2 separate regions of the Mus musculus genome follow, and region 2 is linked to region 1. A link is a contact called in public Micro-C data. All regions are on one chromosome and are shown on one strand. Each heading gives the region's core, a stretch centred on a gene start, on an enhancer-like site or on the middle of the called end of the contact. The rest is flanking DNA. Distances are from core to core; before and after follow the strand shown.

What was found. A called contact is a pair of places that touch in the nucleus more often than the background predicts.
Region 2: a Micro-C map of granulosa cells shows a contact between it and region 1, with 3 times the contacts expected there. The contact joins two enhancer-like sites. A contact is called at or near these places in 3 of 484 Hi-C or Micro-C datasets (embryonic fibroblasts, forebrain and granulosa cells).

What each region holds. Positions count from the first base shown.
Region 1 is chr13:16,281,518-16,284,503 of GRCm38.p6, forward strand. No RefSeq gene overlaps it. Among named protein-coding and RNA genes, the nearest start is that of Gm31711, 22 kb to the left of the region's middle. Within about 2 kb of position 1,309, at least 12 of the 459 cell types and tissues checked have an H3K27ac peak or open chromatin away from gene starts, as enhancers often do. A contact at or near this core is called in granulosa cells, where this site is marked.
Region 2 is chr13:16,669,558-16,672,451 of GRCm38.p6, forward strand. No RefSeq gene overlaps it. Among named protein-coding and RNA genes, the nearest start is that of Gm31711, 410 kb to the left of the region's middle. Within about 2 kb of position 1,369, at least 35 of the 459 cell types and tissues checked have an H3K27ac peak or open chromatin away from gene starts, as enhancers often do. A contact at or near this core is called in granulosa cells, where this site is marked.

The DNA of each region.
Region 1 (2,986 bases), core at 59-2,558:
CTTTATTCTGGTATATTTACACAAGTAAGCTCGAAGTATGAGATAGAAGAAAATCAGAACTTTTAAAATATATCACCTCACCTGTAATTACTGCTTTTCTCAGTGTTACTCGCAACCCTTTCCAGCCTCACTCTTAAAAGCATCACTGAAGTTTGGCTCTAAAAATGGGAGTATTATAGCCTTAATGTTTGAAACTCACCTCTAAGGGGGTTACTAAAGTAACAATCCTGAGTGTGTAAACTCTGATCACCTTCCCATTCTTGCATGGGATCTCTAAGGCAGGGTGTGGAAGAAGGAAAAATGTGAAGGTTTTGCTAGCTGTGGTTTCCAGTATCATGTTCTGTTTGATAATCCACAGGGCTAATATTGCTCTACTGAGTAGAGATTTCTGAAACAGTGCCACTATCAGGTAGATCAGATAGTTGGCCAAAGCTTTGGCACCAAAGAGACTCAACAAATATATTTCATCACACTGACCCTGTGCTAACAGCAACTCTATGTGGATAACCTCATGGGAATGGAAGTTGAGAAAGAGCTATTTCAAGGCTGCAAATGCCTTAATCTCAGCTCTGTTCAAAATGCAAACATGCTGCTTTTTATGCTCTCAGTAGTAAAACAAATCTGTGGGATTTTTCAATCCTCAGCATGGGAAGGTAGAGAGAAAAGTGAACAAGGAGAACCTGACGTGAACTGTCCACAGTCACAATAGAAGGAAGAAAATCAGGGAGTCAAACATCTTTTTTTTAAAAAAGGGGGAAATAATAAATTAAGAGGGCAAAAATATAGCAAATTATCTGACTAAAGGAGGGTTAAAAAAACGTATTTTATTTGCAATTCCAACACTCAGTTCTTTGTTCAGAAAACCTAGAGAAGTGCCCTGCAGACTCAAAGGCTCCTGAGTTATCAGGGAGCTGTTTCCGGGGGATGTGTTCACCCACTCAATACTGCTGCTTGAATAAAGGCAGAAAGAATAGTGCAAAAAAAAATCTGTAAAAACAGGCCAGCACTCCAGGCTTTGTTACAGCAAAAATGACATTGGTATAATGGAAACCTCAGGAGATAATGGGGTAGACTCAGCCTAGCCTTGGAGAGCTTCCAGGAGGGACCCCTAACTCTTCTAAAGCCAAGGAACTTCCTCATGTCCACTGGCTCTGGGTACAGCCTAACCTGTTATGATCCAGCTGTAATAAGGATGGCAGCCTCCTGGAAAACTCTCTCCCTGGCTGAGATTGTGGAGTCTAGGCCCCATGGTCAGATAGGGGCAGGAACCCAGCTACAAGGACAACAAGACTGAGAAATTCTTATCTTTTCCCTTGCCTTCAAAGTAGCAGTGGAAGGCTTCCATAGCCCTGGTCTCCCAGAATCTGCAGGGTGTCTGTCTGAGAGAGACCCTGAATTCTTCCTGTCTCTTCCACCCTGTCCTTCTTACCAATAGATGAATCTAGAGAGACTGAAACTCTTAAGTGGTTTTCAGAACACTGGGAAAGAGGCCCCTAGTCTCCTTTCTCTGTTAGTCATTACAGAATGATGGTTCTCCACAGACGATTTAAACAATGTGGTAGCTTTGCTATGACTGTATAGAGTGATTCCAAACCTATTGAACTATTTTTTTAATTGTGATTTATTTGTGTTCCTTAATTGAAACAAAATGGTACAGGATTCTACAATAATGGTACCAAGTCCTTCAGCCCACAATAATGTGCAATGCTACTTTTTTTTTCTTTGTCTTTTATGGGGTCTGGCTATTTAAGTCCATCCTAACTACTTGTATGTCTGGGTGTGACATTCCAGATTGGATACAACAGAGAGAGCCCTGCAATGCTCATTTCTAAATCCAATCCTAACAGCCTTGTTATCTTTGTCAGAACAACCTAGTAACTGCTTCCTCAATGTTTTAATTTAGATTTCTGAGATACAAGAGGAATTTAGATGTTATTCCCCACCCCCACTCCACCTTAAATGTGTGGCAGCCTTACTGTTTCTAGGACAGGGCTAAAAAGAAACAGATCAACCCTCAGTGAAGCCCTGGAATGTTATTCTAAGGCGCCTTCAGATTTCCATCCTTCTGTACAGTATTGAGCCTCATTTGGGGCTATAGCTCACAAGAAAACAGTTGTGGCAGAGCCAGAAGATTGAAGACGCCCAGGCGATGGGTGACGATGAACAGGAGGCAGCTAATTGTTTCAGTTCTGCAGCATTGGGAAGTTGTAAGCAAAAATGGAAAAATGAAAACTGTTTCTTTTACTGTAAGTCTTGAACACAAACATTTTAAAGCCCCTTGAGCAATACAATGTATCTTTTTATACAGCTTTTGGGAAGGTAATTGATGCATATTAATGTAGGAATTATGTATGTGGGACTGAAAGCCCAGGTATTTTGATGAGTGGACACTTCCTAAATGAGGCATTGGGTAGTTCGTAATGGCCCAAAATTCTCTTGTAAAAACATATATACATTGTAACAATTTCACTACACTGAACATGCTTAGAGTCTAAAACACCTTGACACCCCCATTCTCTCCTTGAGGAAGTGCATGGTTAATGGCCAGTACACCAGATATCTAATACAAATTCTAAAAGACAATGAGCTACTGTGGTAGGGTAAATGCTTCTTTCTCTGTCCCTTTGCCAGCACACACTGTTTCTCAGGTCACTGCTTTGGTGAGGTTCCTAGCAGCTGACAAGCAGAGCCTAAAATTTAAGACATTCTTGGAAGGTTAAGGCTCCCTTTCCTTGTACTTTTAGTGAAAGGGCCTAAGCTTGCCTTAGGGAATCACCAAAGTAAAAGAGGCTGGAGCATCGATCTGGGGAATTGCCGCTTTCTTATACTGGTGGACTGTGGTCAGCAGAGTCTCACGTTTTGAAATTGTATCATAGAGATATGATAAAGCAATGTCTTGAAATCTTGAAAAAGGAGGAGGAGGAGGAGAAACAGGGGAAGGAGGAGAAGGAGAAAGAGGAGGAGGAGGAAGAGGAAAAAAAGAAGC
Region 2 (2,894 bases), core at 119-2,618, 390 kb after region 1:
AATCTACCCTTGAAATGAAAATTTAAATGACATATATTGTCTGCTTTTGGACATACTACTTTATCAATTGACAGGTTTCCATTTTAACTTGTTCTTAGAGCTGTCTATCTGTTTGAGTAGTAAAGTGTTGATAATCAGAAAAGTCTACTAACACTCTATATCCTGAAAAGGAAGGAGACAAAACAAAGTGGGTTTTGTCTACATTTTGTGTTTTGTCTCATTTTTTGGACATAATTTTCACATGCTGATTTTCATTTGGATTACTGAATTTATTTCAATGATACTTTATCAAATACTTACTATACACATTGTTATAAATGGATGAATACAGTAGATAATTTAGAATCATAAAACTTTGCTTTGGATGCCAGCTTTCCTTTATTTAACTTTTAATTTTATACCAAAAGACTAAACTTCTATGAATTTAGTAGTTTTCATGTTGTTTGAGAACAACTCAAGATTCTTTGGAGTATTATATGTCAGCAACTCTGGTAACTATGTGTAGAGAGTACAATAAATGATTTCTTTGTTGGTATTTTTAAAGAGCTTTAAAGCACAAGACATGTGTTTGCACTGGGATATCATTTCATTGCAATTTTGAACAAGTTCTTTCTTGTCTTCAGAGGCATTACTTTTTAAATGCACCCAAGAGGCAGTCTGTGGGCTGGCCTCCACGGTCACACAAACACACACACGGAATAGCAGTAGTCATCAGTCATAGGAATACTGGTTAGCCACAATGACACACACCTCTAAAGCAGATACTCAAAATGAAAATTTAGAAAGTTATCTTTATAAATGGATGTCTTATAATAATGACTAGATGTTGAGCAGTGACCAAAATAGTCTGATCTTGCACCTTTTTGGCGTCCAAAGAATGTAGGCTCAGCACATTCCAAACCTCAAGTGGCTTTTTCCAGGCCGTCCAAAACCCTGTTTGGGTGAAAAACTACTTGTATTTTGGTGAAGGATTAGCCTTGAGTGTCTACTGATTTTCTTCCACATTTAAGAGCCTGGGGAATGACGTGGTAGACATTAAGATGACTAATACAGACTTTCTATGCTTATGGAACTAGACAGTGAACAGAGTAAATACAGCATGGATGATCACAGAAAAAAAAAAAAAAACAAAAACAAAAACAAAAAAAACAAAAAAAAAAAACAAAAAAAAAAAACCCCAGGTATTAAACTCTAGCCCCCAGATAGGGATGGGAGGTGACAGGGGGCATAAAACAAAATGCCACAGAAGTTCTAAAAAGATCAGGCAATCCCAATTAAAACCAATCACCTCAGCCTTTCACCTCAGGCATTGTAATTACATGGTCTTCTGACCCCCTTCCCACCTCCATGTGCTGTGTGCTGTGGATGACATCATTCTTTGGCAGCATTCACAGCAAAGAAATGCTGGACTCTTTCTGACCTGACTGAATGCTTTGCAGATCTCAGGCCCATTTTTTTTTCACTCTTTGCCATCTCCACACACATTTTTTTTATCAAATTGTGACAAGAAACATAGACCACAATTTATGTACCTCATTAATTTCTTATAGACACCTGCAGTAATTTCCTTCCATTTATGTTCATTCAGACTTTTTCTGATTCCTCATCTTTTCCTTAAACTGTTTATTCTCAATCTGTGCTGGAGACTAGGGGAGTTATTTTCAAGTCATAATGTAGCTAGTTATATATAGTTTATAACTTCGAGAAGTTTAACCCCATCCTCATTATTTGACATTTCTTCACATGGAATTTAATTAACTAGTAATCAGGGTACATTTCCATTTGTATTTCCATAGCATCCTAAATTTCATCACTTGTCTTTTATGTAGAGAATTAATTCTGTACTTTCATCACCTTCCTACAAATGTCCTTTATTGGGTAAAAGTATTCAGAAGGAATCCAGTTTTAAATGCTTCTTTTCTTCCAAGCAATCATCCTCCATCTTTTTTCTCTATATTTAGAACAACTCAACAAAAATATAACTGTCTCCAAAGGCAGGAGACCATACCATGTATACTCAGTGGCAATGTACAGATCTCTCCTTAAATGTGCTTACAAACTTCAGGCACAATTCAAAGGATGGCCTGTAAATGCCATTTCCATAGAGCTCATCAACACCAATGTCTCCTCCCACACATGTTTTATGATGACCATCTTTTCAATAATATACTCCTCTAGTGGCCTTAACTTTGCAAGAAAAGTAAATGTAGTGATTGGAGTGGGCAAAGCTCTGACACTTCCTCTCTCTGTCCTCTCTCACCCACCTCCTGGCAGTGTTTCTCTTAGCTATACTCTGTGGCTTTCGTAACAGCATACCCCTTGAGATTTGTTGTCTTCTGTATTTTCCTCCTTAATTTCTATGTTGATTACTTTTCTTTACATGATTTCAATGATGGACTTTAAGGTTTAGACCTTAGCAATATTATATTTACATTTTCTTCGTGTGTGTGTGTGTGTGTGTGTGTGTGTGTGTGTATGTGCACGTGCACCTGCAGAGGTTAAAAAACAGTGTTAAATTCTCTAGAGCTGAAGTTATAGGACAATGGCTGCTACCTGGTGTGGGTGCTCAGAACTGAACTTGGTCCTTTGCCAGAGCAGCAAGTACTCCTAACTTTTGAGTACTCTCTCCAGTCCCCTTGTTTTCTATTAACAGTCTCTCTCTTCATAATTTCATCTGACATGATAACTTCAAACATTATCTGTAAGTGAATATCTTTTAAATTAATATTTGAATATGCAGATGTGTAACACCACATGTGAGCTGCTTCGATAAAACAAAAAAGGAGCTATTTATTACACATTGAAGCTCTAGAGAACAGACATGCTACACATAGATAGTTTTGACTTGTAAGTAATTTGATGTCCATTCCATTATTAAATAGAAGTCCGTGAAG